Regions from separate parts of the Cyprinus carpio genome. Here region 1 is linked to region 2. Evidence: chromatin contacts called from public Hi-C data. All regions are on one chromosome and are shown on one strand. The core of a region is the stretch at or near the end of the contact, and the rest is flanking DNA. Distances in the headings are between cores, read along the strand shown.

Evidence for each region. Hi-C and Micro-C count contacts between places; a contact is called where the count stands out from the background.
Region 1: a Hi-C map of liver shows a contact between it and region 2, with 5 times the contacts expected there. The contact joins two enhancer-like sites. A contact is called at or near these places in 4 of 8 Hi-C or Micro-C datasets (liver, red blood cells and skeletal muscle).

The regions. Positions count from the first base shown.
Region 1 is chrA7:17,925,844-17,932,798 of ASM1834038v1, forward strand. It overlaps LOC109113687 (ubiquitin carboxyl-terminal hydrolase MINDY-2-like), which reads left to right. Exons shown (of 8, transcript XM_042760049.1): 4 at 381-483; 5 at 1,494-1,636; 6 at 2,351-2,524; 7 at 4,907-5,098; 8 at 6,630-6,955. The coding sequence ends at 6,794. Among protein-coding and RNA genes, the nearest start is that of LOC109113687, 17 kb to the left of the region's middle. Within about 2 kb of position 4,203, at least 2 of the 8 cell types and tissues checked have an H3K27ac peak or open chromatin away from gene starts, as enhancers often do.
Region 2 is chrA7:17,850,207-17,857,631 of ASM1834038v1, forward strand. LOC109113683 (disintegrin and metalloproteinase domain-containing protein 10-like) reads right to left here. Exons shown (of 16, transcript XM_042760046.1): 5 at 1,918-2,018; 6 at 1,390-1,545; 7 at 1,206-1,298; 8 at 488-671. Among protein-coding and RNA genes, the nearest start is that of aqp9b, 39 kb to the left of the region's middle. Within about 2 kb of position 5,170, at least 3 of the 8 cell types and tissues checked have an H3K27ac peak or open chromatin away from gene starts, as enhancers often do.

The DNA of each region.
Region 1 (6,955 bases), core at 2,953-5,452, 75 kb after region 2:
GATCAAAATCATTTAATACTAATACAATTATACATACTCTTAAATATTTATACACTAATTTATCAAATTAATTGGAAGTAATTGCTTAGTATCATCACTGGGCTACAGATCAAAACACTTTTTTTTTTCAATTTAATTGAGTTTGCCAGTCATTATTTTTTTTAGTACTGCACAATTATCGCCATGGTTTCACAATGCCGTATCAAGTTAAAACCATGCTGCGGTTAACTCTGTTACATCAAGTAATATTAAATTAATACATACATTTACACATTAAAATTGCACCTCTTCTAAAAGAAATCACCCATGTGGAAGTTAAAATTCATGCTAATATTTTGACCAGCATATTGACTTTCTTATTTTTATCACACTGTCTGTAGATGGCTGATATAGTCAAGGCAGTGGGAAACTGCAGCTATAACCAGTTGGTAGAGAAGATAATCAGCTGTAAGCAGTCAGACAACAGCGAGCTGGCTGGGGAAGGTGGGTATTCACGGTTCTTATTGGTCTTCTCCTTTTCCTTTCATACATTCATGCAGACTGCTTCTTCCAGAAGGCAAGTGCTCAAATGTAGCATAATTCACTTTTTTAGAATGTTTAGAGTTCACTCTTTGCCAGGCTTCTGTGCATTTAGATCTTCTAATGCCTTGTGAATATGAATCCATGTTCTGAATGATGTCTTCCCCGTTGCATCATGCAAATAAACAACTTTTAGAGTGTACCAGAGTCATTTAAGCACCCTCCTTTTCGCAGTTTTTTTAGCTGTCTGAAATGTTCTCTCCCTCTCTCACCGCATTTGTGTCTAAATAGATCTCCCTCGCCATCTTTTTTTGCCGTTTCTCTAAGCGTCTTCAGAATGCATGCTCTCTGTGTCTGTTTCTTTGTCTTTTCTCTCTCTTGGGCTGACTGGCAGCCACTCACAGTCTATCCCTGTACCAGTGTATGTGAGTCTGTCTCTGTCAGGCTGTGTGTTTTTTGTGTGTCATAAAGTTTCAGACAGTGTGTGTTGAAAGGATTAGTTCACCCAAACATTTTTTTCTTCATTTTTTCACCCTTATTGTTGTTCCAGTCCTATATGAATTCCAATCTTCAGTCTGGAGTAATTTTAAGTTACAGTGAATGGGGGCTTAGACTTTAACACCTCAAAGAAAGACACCATAAAAGTATAATAAAATTAGCCTGTATGACTCATGCAGTGTTGCAAGTCTTCTGGAGTCATATGATAGCTTTGTGTGAGAGAGACTGACATTCAAGTCATTATTCACTGATAATCGCTACCTCCAGTGGACTACCATCGTGAATGAATCATTCAGAACAGTTTTGTGTACTAAATCAAGATTCATTGAAAAGATCAAACTTGACTTGTTTACGAATCGAACATTGCTATGCACCAAGGAGAGCTAGGGCAGATATTAAGATTTTAACATTCAAACATTTGTGTCTATTGTATTGTGTATTTCAGAGACATCTCACACTGGCTCTTTCTTTCCCAGGTTTTGTGGCAGAGCAGTTTCTGAACAGCACAGCGACTCAGCTAACATACCACGGCCTGTGTGAACTCACTTCTACTGTAGAAGAGGGAGAACTGTGTGTCTTCTTCAGGAACAATCACTTCAGCACCATGACCAAATTTAAGGCATGTTGAAATTTAAGTGTATTTGAGATGTTGGATGCAGAATGATGGCTCTGTGCTGCTGTGAATAAGCGCTCTAATAAGCAAAGTAAATTTGGTTCACTTGTCTATAGAGGGATGCTGTATGTTGCTGCCCCCCAGTGGCTAAAAAGAGAACTTTAAAATTCTACTGAGAAGACTATAGATATTATGGGGTACAGAGATGATGCTATTGCTGATTACCATGATTTTGCATATTGGAAAGGTCAAGGTCTGACAAAAAGCACATGCAAGTAAACTGATGTACAGTAAAATTTAGTTATTGCAGTCATTTTAGTCTTCATCCCATATAACACCACCACAAATTAGCTGATTTTATTTTTATCATCTTAATATTATTTGGTAATAATAATAATAACAACCTTGATTCTCAGCGACTCTCACATTCACCCTGAACGTAGGAGACACTGGGAATATGGTTTTGGATGTTGACTCTCTATGTAACCCTCAACTGCAGTTAAATCAGGGAGGCTGTAAATGTAAAGTTTGTTATCTGGAGGAAGGGGAGCTGTTCTGTAACAGCAGGACACACTTCACCCACAGATAAAACTCTTCTATGATCCTCATGTACACACTTCAGAACATGACACCACTGCTGCCCGGTCTGGGAGTGTTGAAAGGTTGTTGGACGAGAGCTGTGCTGCATGTTTTTATAAATGCTCTCTTTGTGTTCCTCAGGCCCAGCTGTACCTGCTGGTAACGGATCAGGGGTTTCTCACTGAGGAGAAGGTGGTTTGGGAAAGTCTGCATAATGTCGACGGAGATGGAAACTTCTGCGACTCAGAGTTTCATCTGAGGCCACCCTCTGACCCGGAAACTGTGTACCGTGGTCAGCAAGACCAGATCGATCAGGTCAGGACTAGTAGCTTCTCAGAAGTGCTCAGTGTCATTCAGTTATAAACACAGAGTATGGTAGTTGTTTCTCAGGGTGACGTCTGTAAAAGAACATTTACGTGGGTCCTTTATGATTAAAGCTCATGCAGTCGGATGGAGTTGTGACTGTAATTTAATTCATATACACAGTACTGCCTCTCCCTATATGCAGAGTACGCAGTTTGCATAGGGCACTATCCCAGTTGCTCAAAAAAAAAAGACAAAAAAAAGACTTTTGTTCTATATTAATATTAACATATATATAAATTTTTTAAAAATGCATTTTACGGTGTAGGCAGTAGGTTAAGCACATGTGACGCACCATTCCCGTATCCGCCCTCACCTTATGTTTGCAGCTGACTGCAAATGATCATAGTTGATGGACAACTATGTCCGAAAAAAAGACATCAGTCGCTGTTGATAACGTGTTTTAATGTCAGTAATAATTTCATCACCACCAACACATCTGCCTTAATATTCTCTCTGAGTTTCCATGTTCCCTTACAAAAATTAACCATGGTTTTACTACAAAATAAACCAAAAAAAAGTCATGGTAACCACAAATTAACCATGGTTTTGTTACTTCAAATAATAATCAAAGAAGGATTTAATGCAGGGTCAATGCTGAAATTTGTTACAAAAGAGGATGAAGTGATTTTTAATTTAATTTATTATTGTTTGTTTTGATAATATTTAATCTTTTAAAATGTTTTATTTAATGTGTAATTTAATTTTTTGCCGTAGAACTACAATTGTACTTTTTAAATAATACAGTTTAATTACAATTTATTTATTTTTATATTTTATCAAAGTTCTATTTCAGTGTTCACTGTACTTCTTATCAAATAAATGCAGCATTGGTCAGCAAAAAAAAAAAAAAAAAAAAAAATGCAGCTAGAAGTTGTTGGCACTTATAATTTGTTCGAAATGTAGAGTTCTGCAGTTTACAGGAGTGACAACAAAATTATGCAATTGTTTAAATGCAATTGCTTACAATTCCTTAAAATTACTAAACTATAAATGAAGTTACAATGAATTTTCACAAACGCTACTGCCTTGATGCTATTAAGCAGACATTACAGAGGAAGAGTTTGGAATACAATAAAATGTTTGGGGTCTTTTCCAGGTACCTCTCTTAAGAAAAGCATTAAGTTCAGCCCTGCGGATGAAATCACTTTTAAAAATTTGTGTTCAAAGATCCAATCTTCAAAGCCTTTAAACTGTTCCTATGCTTCTGGATAACAGGAACTTATTAGACCTTTAAGTTCCTGATAGTTAAATTGTGTTAAAATAATCACAAAACCCCATCTTTAAGTAATATACTCTCTGTACCAAAATGGGGTTCATTTCACAGAATCACAGTGACCCTCGGGTAACGCCGAGCTCTAGAGACTGATATTACAGTGAGCTGTGAATGTTGACATCCAGTTGAGACACAGCCAGTCTCTGTGAAAGTGCAGTTTATCTGTATTGGGCTTGGTAGCGCACTGCTGTCCTCTAGCACTAATTCTGCTCCGTTGCCCACTGGAAAATTTCCTCAATTATTGATGTTAAAAGCTCCCCAACCCTTCTTCCAGCTCTGTGTAACCATCCCCCTCTGCCTTTGGGATGCTTTCATGCCTGATGACCGGACAAAAGTGTCTCACGTGACACAGATCCTTTGTCTCTCTCTTCTGCTCTTATATTGGGTGTTTAATAATGAAGGGTCTGTATAAGTGAAGGGCTTAGAGATGACTGTGCTCTAAAAGTCAGACTTTACTCTAAAACAGTCGTTGTAGTGTCATTGTCGTGGGCTTAGTTAGCAAACTAAATGATCAATTCACAGGCAAACTGTCAGGATATTCATGATGTACTATGTTCTTTTTTTCATAAACTATTACATAAGCTCCTTACTACTGTAAGGATTCAGGCTCAGCTATAATATAATCCTCTACAGAAAGAAATAATTCACCCACAAAGGAATGATTTCTATTTTATGGAACACAAAAGGAGTTATTTAGCAAGAGTTTAGGCTGCATTTTCTCATTCAGTATAGGAGGGAATGTACACATCTATACAGATAAATATAATACAAAAAATAAAAATATTATTTAAGTATTTGTGTTTTTAAAACTTATTCAGCAAGGAAGCACTCAACTGATCAAAGGTGACTGTATAGTATAGTAATTTATATAATGTAATTTAACATATCAAGCTCCTAAAGGTAATATAAAAGTAGTCTATATATTATTGCCTTCTATCATAACTCTGCTGAATAACTTAGTTTGTGTTTAATGGGAAAATGTATCATATATATCATTCTCAACAGCACAAGAACTGCGTAGATGTTGACAATTTAAATTTTCCCCTCTGTATGTGTAGGACTACCTGATGGCGCTGTCTCTGCAGCAGGAACAGCAGGCCTCAGACCTGGGTTGGGAACAGATCCCAGAAGGCATCAGTGATCTAGAGCTGGCCAAGAAGCTGCAGGAGGAGGAGGACCGCAGAGCGTCACAGTACTATCAGGAGCAGGAACAGGCACAGGCGGCAGCAGCAGCGGCTGCGCAGGCACAGGTGAGCTGATAAACTGCACACAAGAATAAACAAACACATACTTAAGATCATTTACAGTACAGGTCAAAAGTTTGGAAACATTACAATTTTTAATGTTTTTGAAAGAAGTTTCTTCTGCTCATCAAGCCTGCATTTATTTGATCAAAAATACAGAAAAAATGTAATATTGTGATATATTATTACAACTTAAAATAATAGTTTTCTATTTGAATATACTTTTTTATACGTTTTTTAATGTATTATACTTTAAATTATCATTTATTTCTGTGATGCAGAGCTGAATTTTTAGGATCATTATCACATGATCCTTTAGAAATCATTCTAATATGATGATTCATTATCAAAGTTGGAAACAGTTCTGCTGCTTAATATTTTTTCAGAACATGTGATACTTTTTAGGATACTTTGATGAATAAAAAGTATATAAAAAAAAAATATAAAAAAAAAGAAGCTTTATTTTTAAAATATAAATATTTTGTAATAACAATATACACTACTGGTCAGTAATTTGGGGTCAGTAATTTTTTTTCTTTTTTTTAATAAAATCAATACTTTTATTCAGCAAGGATGTGTTAAATTGATAAAAAGTGATAGTAAAGAAAATATATTATTAGAATATTTTTTTTTTTTTTGAATAAATGCAGTTCTTTTTAACCTTTTATTCATCAAATATATTAGACAGCAGAACTGTTTCCAACACTCATAATAAATCAGAATATTAGAATGATTTCTAAATGATCATGTGATAGACTGGATGTTTACATGTGACACTGAAGGCTGGAGTAATGATGCTGAAAATTCAGCTTTGCATCACAGGAATAAATTATTTTTTTAAAGTATATTCAAATAGAAAACTATTATTTTAAGTTGTAATAATATTTCACAATATTACTGTTTTTTTCTGTATTTTTGATCAAATAAATGCAGGCTTGATGAGCAGAAGAGACTTCTTTCAAAAACATTAAAAATAGTAATGTTTCCAAACTTTTGACCTGTACTGTACCTCCAATGCCATTTTCCACAAAATATCGTCATATATTACACATTTAATCTGACATAACATCAGATTAATGCCATGGCGATCCAGACTTGATTGGGGCAGCTGAAAGGCTGTTGCATTAGTTGGTTAATAGGACAAATAAGACCTATGAAATGACAGAACTCTTCTTCCATACAGTAACATACGTCTGAGTGAAACAGATTATTTGAAAAAAATTAAATAAAATTGAAGGGCAAGGACATTGATCTACAGAACAATTGTTGATTGGATGAAGGCACATCTGATTGCAAGTTTGCAGTCGACTGTAACAGGGGCAGGGTTTAAGTGGACTAAATGATTGGAAAAGTTTGGCATACCAGACAAAAGTTTGTCATTTAAAAGGAAGATCAAATTCTGACATTTTGATTGTAAAAAGCTTTTTGAAACATACGCATGGGTGACTTGTTTGCAGTAAGATCAATAACATGCATTTCATTTCATGCCTACTTTAAAAAGTTTAAATAAGAGGTTAATTCGTTCCTCTCCTGTCAGGGACAACAACCAGCAGCTGGTGCCGACCAGGTGGATAGAGTAGCAGCTGCTGGAGCCCCAGCGGGGGGAGCCACGGCTTCTCCAAGCCCTGGAAAACAGCCCTCAACGGGGGAACGCAAACCCAAGAAGGAAGCCAAGGACAAAGACAAATGCATCTTGTTGTAACGGCAGTGGACTACGTGAGTGTGAAACGGGCAGCAGTTTAATTCCAGTGGCTCTGCAATGCATCTCCCAGCCTGAGGTGGAGAAAGAATAGACGACAGATGAAGTGTGATAGACGAAGAGGACTTGCCATTCTCAAGCCACTTGTGCCTGACTTTAACCCT
Region 2 (7,425 bases), core at 3,920-6,419:
TCACTTTCCTCATACAGCGAACGACTAAGGAAAGCGAGGAAAGCGAGTCGTTCGCTGCGTGAGGAAAGTGAGTCGTTCGCTGCGTAAGGAAAGTGAGTCGCCCGCTGCGTGAGGAAAGTGAGTCGTTCGTTGTGTGAGGAAACTGAGTCGTTTGCTGCATGAGGAAAGTGAGTCACTGGCTGAGGAAAGTGAGTTGTTCACTGCTTGAGGAAAGTGAGTCACTGGCTGAGGAGAGTCAGTGGTCCGCTGCGTGAGGAGAGTGTGTATACAGATGCACCGCCGACCTATCAGTGGTCAACTCTGTAGCTACTGGTCATTGTATGGTGTATCCCAGCGACAAGTCAGTAGCCCTATTTTAGGACCTTCCGGCCCGCCATATGTTGATATCATTTCAGATTAGCAAATACTAATTTAGTTCACTTGCACACACACAAACCTCTCAAGAGACAAAACTGTGGAGACTTTGTATGTGCATATCTGATCATACCTGTAGGAGCCCCGACCCAGGCCAGACCCAGGACTCCATCATCAAAGTCTCTATCTGTGAAGACATAGGCTAGGCAGTAGTCATCGTGATTCTGCTCTGAGTTGAGTTCAAGAAATTTCTCCACACCAATGTTGCCAAATCGAAAAGGGTTAGAAGGATCCTTCACATCTTCGGTCGTGTTGATCTGAAATGAAAATGCAAACAAACTTCAGTTTAATACAACAGGCAGTCTGCAGTCCATAGATCTAACATCTTGTGTCCACATTCTTAGACAGATGTCCTTGACTTTTTTTTATCATCTCATGCAAGAATGCTGTGTTAAAACACTGTGTCAAGTTAAAAACAATTCTGTTTTTAAGCATCAAAAAACCTTTGTCCAAAACTTTTTTTAAAAAACATTATGTGTGAACGCCCACTTAAGCAGCCCAAAAAATAAATAACTAAAATGAACTATTCAAGTCTTCAAAAGAGTTGCAGTACAGGGCTGACATGCTTTTATTGACATCTGGTCAAGCCTGGGTGAGATCTGGAAACCCTCTGATGGAACTTGTATTCTAACCAGCAAATCACAGTGAATAAGAAGTAGAATATCCTGTTTATATTCCAGATATATTTACATTAGCATCAGTTACTACAAATTACACTTAATCCATATTTCACTAGGAAATGACGTGCATATAATTAATAAGTAGACTGAAGAAAAAGAGAACACACTCACCTTGATTCTCTTCACCATGAAGCTAATATTGCGGATGCCCTTAAAATCTGTGCTTTGATAGATGGAGTCAATGGCCTTCACATGACTGGAAATCTGCACAACCCAAAAGAACAACCCTATAAACGTACAACATAAAAAGCTGCAGGTACCATATACCACTAAGTCACCTGTGCTTTAGGTGTACCTGTGCGATCACAGCCTCTCTGCTGCCGTAGTGTTTTTGAAAGAGGTGATCTGTCTGGATGAAGAGCTGACAGGTATTTCTCTCTGCCTGTGCTGCACGACGTTTCCTCAGAATCACTGGTCCATCAGCCATCTCTTCGTCAATCACGTGGTTCGTCTGCTGCAGAAAAAAAAAAAACAGCAGGATGTATAACATCTAAGTGAAGAGGCTGAGAAGAAAAACATTTATGTTTGGGCACATAGATAAAATAATGAATAATTATTTATTTAAAAAAATAATTATGCATTGCTTATAATTTATAATTTATTATCTATATCTAATTTATATCTGATGAATTATGGATGTATTCAGGCAAGGTATAAAAATAGAAATCTGAAATTCAGAACCATGGGAAACAGGAAATGTTCCAAATATCTATGTGTTGTCTGGTTTCCATGTTTGTTTGCATTGTGAGATCAGAATAACGGTGCTAGTTGGTAATATAAGTGGTGTTCAGCTGAGTTGTGCAAAGGGGGTGTTGGCGCTGACCTGGGTGGGCTCCTCCACTGCAGATGCCTGGTATTTCTTCATTCTCTCAAAAACAGAGTGATCTGCACAACCACCTTCTGCTCCATATTTATGAGGATAATCTGGGTAGGTAAAATCAGAGTTTCTTGAAAACCAAAGCAACACAATGCTCTGAACCATACTGTTAACATTTGAAGTCTCTAATTAGGTGACCTGCTACAATTTTAATTCATTTTATTTACATTTTCTATTTATTTTAAACTTCAGTATTTCACATAAGAATATGACACATAACTGAAAAGACTTCAGAACTAGTCAGAACTAGACATTTATCCTGAGAGAAGCCTCTCAGCGAGGAAACTGCAAAGAGCACTATCACACACTAGACCCAAGGAAGAACTGCGAATGCAGCTGTTACCAAGTTCACCTATTCCTGTTACTGTAATGGGAACCGCACAAAGCGTTATTGATATTTGACGTCTCAGCCTTTTTGTGGCTCCAGAGCATAAAATCTTCTTATATCAACTGCACTGCTTACTATTTACAGAATTTAACACAGCACTGACAGTTTCTTTCATTATTGCTATTGCTTACCAATCACTACTTGATGGCTACATTTGATGACTGAACAAAGAAAAGCTTCTGTACTTTCACTCACACTAACACATTTATCAAGTTTCTGTAAGCAGGATAAAACACCATTCAAAATACTGTTTAAAAGTTTGGAGTTTGTCCAAAAATACTGTAAAAACAGTAATTTCTGAAATACAATTAAAATAACTCTGTTTTTTAAAATATATTTTATTTACAATGTAATGTATTCTTGTGATGGCAAAGTTTTTCAGCAGCCATTACACCAGTCCTCATTGTCACATGATCCATGAAATCTATGTATGCAATATTTATGACAGAGAGTTTATTCTGGACTCTGCTTTGACTTCTTGCAATAACCCAACATCAGCAGAAATGAAAATGAATGTATAATCAAGTGTCTGCTCTAGATATTGTACTGTATAACTTTAATGGAAAGTCTGTTTTTAATTTTTACAATTAAAAAAACACTTTATTTGCTCTTTTGCATGCTTCTATGTACTTTTGATTTTTTACTGTTGTTACAAAAAAAAAAGTTGTCACATATAGCTCACTTCTGGGTACAAATTTGTCTTGAAAATATAGTTAACACTGTTAACACAGTTCATCTAAGACACAATAAAACCCAATTCTTTTAACATTTCAAGCACTGTATAAAAGGAATTATTGATTGGTGATGTGACATTATGATATGTTATTATGTTGATCACCTCTGAACTCAACCTTGCGCAAATCCAAATTCTGAGCCACTATTTCAGGCACACTATTTCAAGCTCCCAGGAATTTTTTATAACACTCGCATAAAAATGTAAAATGCTGTCAGTACAGCAAGAAAAAAAAAAAAAGTCACTGCCTTAAAATATGGTATGGGTGACATTATTCTGCTGAATATCAGCTTGGCTGATGACCAGCAGAGTGTCTACCAACTCACAGGTTAGATAAGGACAGACTGCAAAGAAATAAAGTAACATAACCCAAGCAGTTTAAATGTGTGCAGCTCTATATTATTTCCATAACTCATTGCGGTTTATTTATTTTTAGAATGTTTTTTGTTTTGTTTTGTTTTGTTTGTTTGTTTATTTCAATATCTGGCAACACCAGCATAAATGACAGTAATCAAAAACGACCAGGTTAAAAACAGCGCGGGCAGGTTATTCCTGACTAGATGCAATTTGGTAACACAAACGTCGTGATCATCATGATATATTATCTTTAAGACAGATGCACTGAAGACGGACACAAAGAGGAGAGAATAGTCGCGCAAGCAGAGAAAATACTGTACCAGACAGAACAAATTTATTGAAATACTGAATGAAAAGCATAATTATGGAATTAGGGTGGGGTGAATATGGATGTATTTCTGAGGAGAAGTGACTGTCTTCCGAAAAGTTTCGATGGCATTTTCTTTTTCCTCTTACTGTGTTAAATACATATTAAAGGAGTGTTAATTAGCACAGCGCTGCATACAGCAATACCTCAGGAAACGCTAGTGTTCTATAAGCGCCACCTGCTGTCAGAGATTGAATTTGCATTTTCATCAGAATCAGAAAGAGCTTTATTGCCAAGTGTGTTTACACGGAGAAGGAATTCGTCTTGGTGTCAGGAGCTTCCAGTAGAGAAAGTACAAACATAGTGCAAACATACATATAATTAAGGTAATAAAACAAATAATAATAAAGAGTAATAATAAATTCATTCAGCCCGTCTGATGTTTTTGTTTTGTGCAGTTGCTTCATGTTGCATATATTTTTGGTTGTTTTTTTTGTTTGTTCAAGGTTAGTTTGGCCAGTTACAGAGCAAAATAAGCATTAAATAAATGTAAAATATAATAGTAAAAGTAATAAGAACTAAATAAATTGGCAACGAGTATGGGAATTGGCTCATTTGATTGTAAAATAAATAAATAAATAAATAAATAAAGAAAAACGGAAATTGGAATCAGTCACGAAAAATCTTGATCAGTGCATCCTTAACTGGAATAGAGTTAGAACTACCTGAAAGACCTGAAAAAGCATGGTTCATTTCAGTTTTATCTTTGAACTATTGTACTTATTTGTGCAAAATAGATATCATTTATTACAATACAATGTTACAGTCAACAATGAAAACAATAAGTCTTATTTATTGATTTATTGATTGATTGATTGTGGCAAGGCCTGTGAAAATGTTGCCAGGGCAAGTAAAAAATGTAAACCGCTGGCCGAACCGGACCAGTAGAAAATTTCCTTAGCGTGAAGCCCTGTCAATACGATCAAAATCAGTGTCATAACACTTGTACACAGATCTGTAGAACAAGTAGGTTACATAATGATATGTTTAAGCTAAAAACTTAAAATATGTACTTGAAAAGAAAACAGGATGACTTTGAATAGCATCACTGTAAAATTGTGAGGAAGAGCTGAGCAAGTCTTGCACATGTATTTCCTGGTCTGAGAGAGACTTCCTGCTTAAATAGGAACACCCAGCTCACCCATAAACATCTCTCATTCTCCTGAGAGAACTTGTTTTCTTCAAGCAAGAACTGACTGTTGTGGAAAAATGTTAGCGTGTTCAGACAATGAGTCATCAAAATATGCTCTGTCATGTGAGGGCATGGAGGAGAAGAGAATATGTATGTGGGTGAAGGTCTCAGTGGTAGTTAAGGAAAGACTGTCACTCTGATCTCTGATCACAACGACTCAATTTTTCTCTGTGAGGTATTATTGTCCCACACTGAATATGGCCCCATTCAAATGCAAATATATGCTGGGCAGAACAAGAGAGACATCTGTCTAAAGGAAACGAGTCTGAAAGGAAATGCCAAGTGCCTTGAGGAAAGAACTGAAATCTATCTTCTGAGATGAGATAAGTCTCTGACTTGTCAAAGTAACACAACAAAAAAAATGTGGATTGTTTGAAGTTATTCATGCACTGACACATTTTTGCTAAGTAATAAATAGCAAAACAACAACACCACATAAATAAAACTACAACAAACAACTACTCAGAAATGCAAGATGTGGTTGTGAGAGGTTGTCTCAAGTGGGAAGTGCAGGGTTTCAGTATTAACAACCCATATTGTGATGACTGAGCTTATCAAAATATGCAATAATGCAAGATGAAATTTTCAAAAAAATCCATTATGGTGAACCTAAGCTGGCTGACTTCCACAAGGTGCTGGTTATGGAACAACCACGTGTGAAAAGCCATCATGGGAACGAGGGAAATTACCAGAGGCAAATCCCAGGTTAGTAAGAAGCCCTAAATCGAACTCTAAAATCTTGGTTGAAAGGTATTTTTCCCAGGACCAAAAGGATGTTTAACAGGAACATGTCTCCTACAGGAAAACAAAGACTTCCTGAAAAAACTTCATATTAGTTATCCACTAATCTGCATCAATACAGTAAAGTAGATTTATTCACAGTGATGAATGCATGTAGATGAAATGATGAATTTCATGATTTCTCAAAGGGATATATATGTGATTGTGAAAGGTCTCTGTTTACAGCAGCCTCCAGGAGTTTGACTAAAGCTCTGCTGGAGCATTAAATTACTCTAGTTAGAATTAATTCCCTTAAGTCAGATATTAAGAACAGCAGCCCAATGATGAATAATTAATTATAGGCCTTTCTTATTTAGAGAAGTTGATTGAAACCAATTCTAAATATGGTTAATTACATTCTTCACAATTTTTGATTTTATTATTTAAATGTTCAGTGAGGTTTTCCTGAAAGTGTATGTTTCATGTGTTACATACCCACATGAAAAATTCTGAACCTGGCAAGAGCCCATGACTGATCCAGAGTTCACTCCCCTCTCCAGCTGTGCTCCTTCTGACCTCTGTCCTTGTGCTTCAATGGACCACTGTCAACCACAATTAAATCTTTCTTTTTCCTTCCCATAGATACAAACTCACTGTCCCCATCTGACCTCACTCAGTCTTGCAGTGAACATATATCAGCTCTATTTAATGATGATAAACTTTTGTATATACACAAACTCAGCATGTAAAAAGCATATGTGTGTGAGCTTAGTTTTCCTGTTCCTCCCGCAACTGATAGCAATACGGAGCACTTCTTCCCTTCAAAGTACTAGAATGACATAGGTGTGTGGAAAAGACACTTCATTTCCTTTTGCACTAGTATATGCTGTCAACATTATAATCAGTTTCCTTGTTGCTTGTCCAGTTTTCTAATGTATTCTCTTAAAGTGACAGTTCACCCAAAAAATTCTATCATCATTTACTCACCTTCATATTGTTCTAAATCTGATGTTCTTTCTTCTGTGGAATACGAAAGAAGATATTCTGAAAGTCAATGTCCAAACATCACTGAACACTGGACCCACAGACTTTGATTGTATGAAGAAAAATTATTATTATTTTTTTTAAATATCTTCTTCTGTGTTCCACAGAAGAAAGGTGAAAAGAAGTCAAGCGAGTAAATGATGATAGAATTTTCCTTTCACAAATTTTCCCTTTTTGGGTGAAATATCCCTTAACAGTGATATACCTAATAATAATAATAATAATAATAATAATAATAATAATAATAATAATAATAATAAATATAGCTGCAAGCACCAATTTTGGGGCCAAGTGCAGTAGAGGCAAAATGGGGAGCTAAGCATGGCATGTAGCATCAGACCAAATGCAACAACGAGTAATTAAAGCTGTTTAGAATGATTGTAGTTGAAATGACTGAAAAATCATAAACACAACAACTAGTAATATGCCTTAATGGATTATCACTTTTGACCAATAGGTGGCACTGTTATCAAATCGATGTGGTGTGTTCTGTGTGAGTTAACAATGACACACACAAAGTTTGGTGTCAATATGCCAAAGCAAAGCATTGGTCTCATGCCTCAAATTCATTGCTGTGGTATGCGAAAACGGTTTTATAGCTTACACAGTTTGCGTTCAGCAGATATTCTCCAAAATGGCGCTACGGTGATACG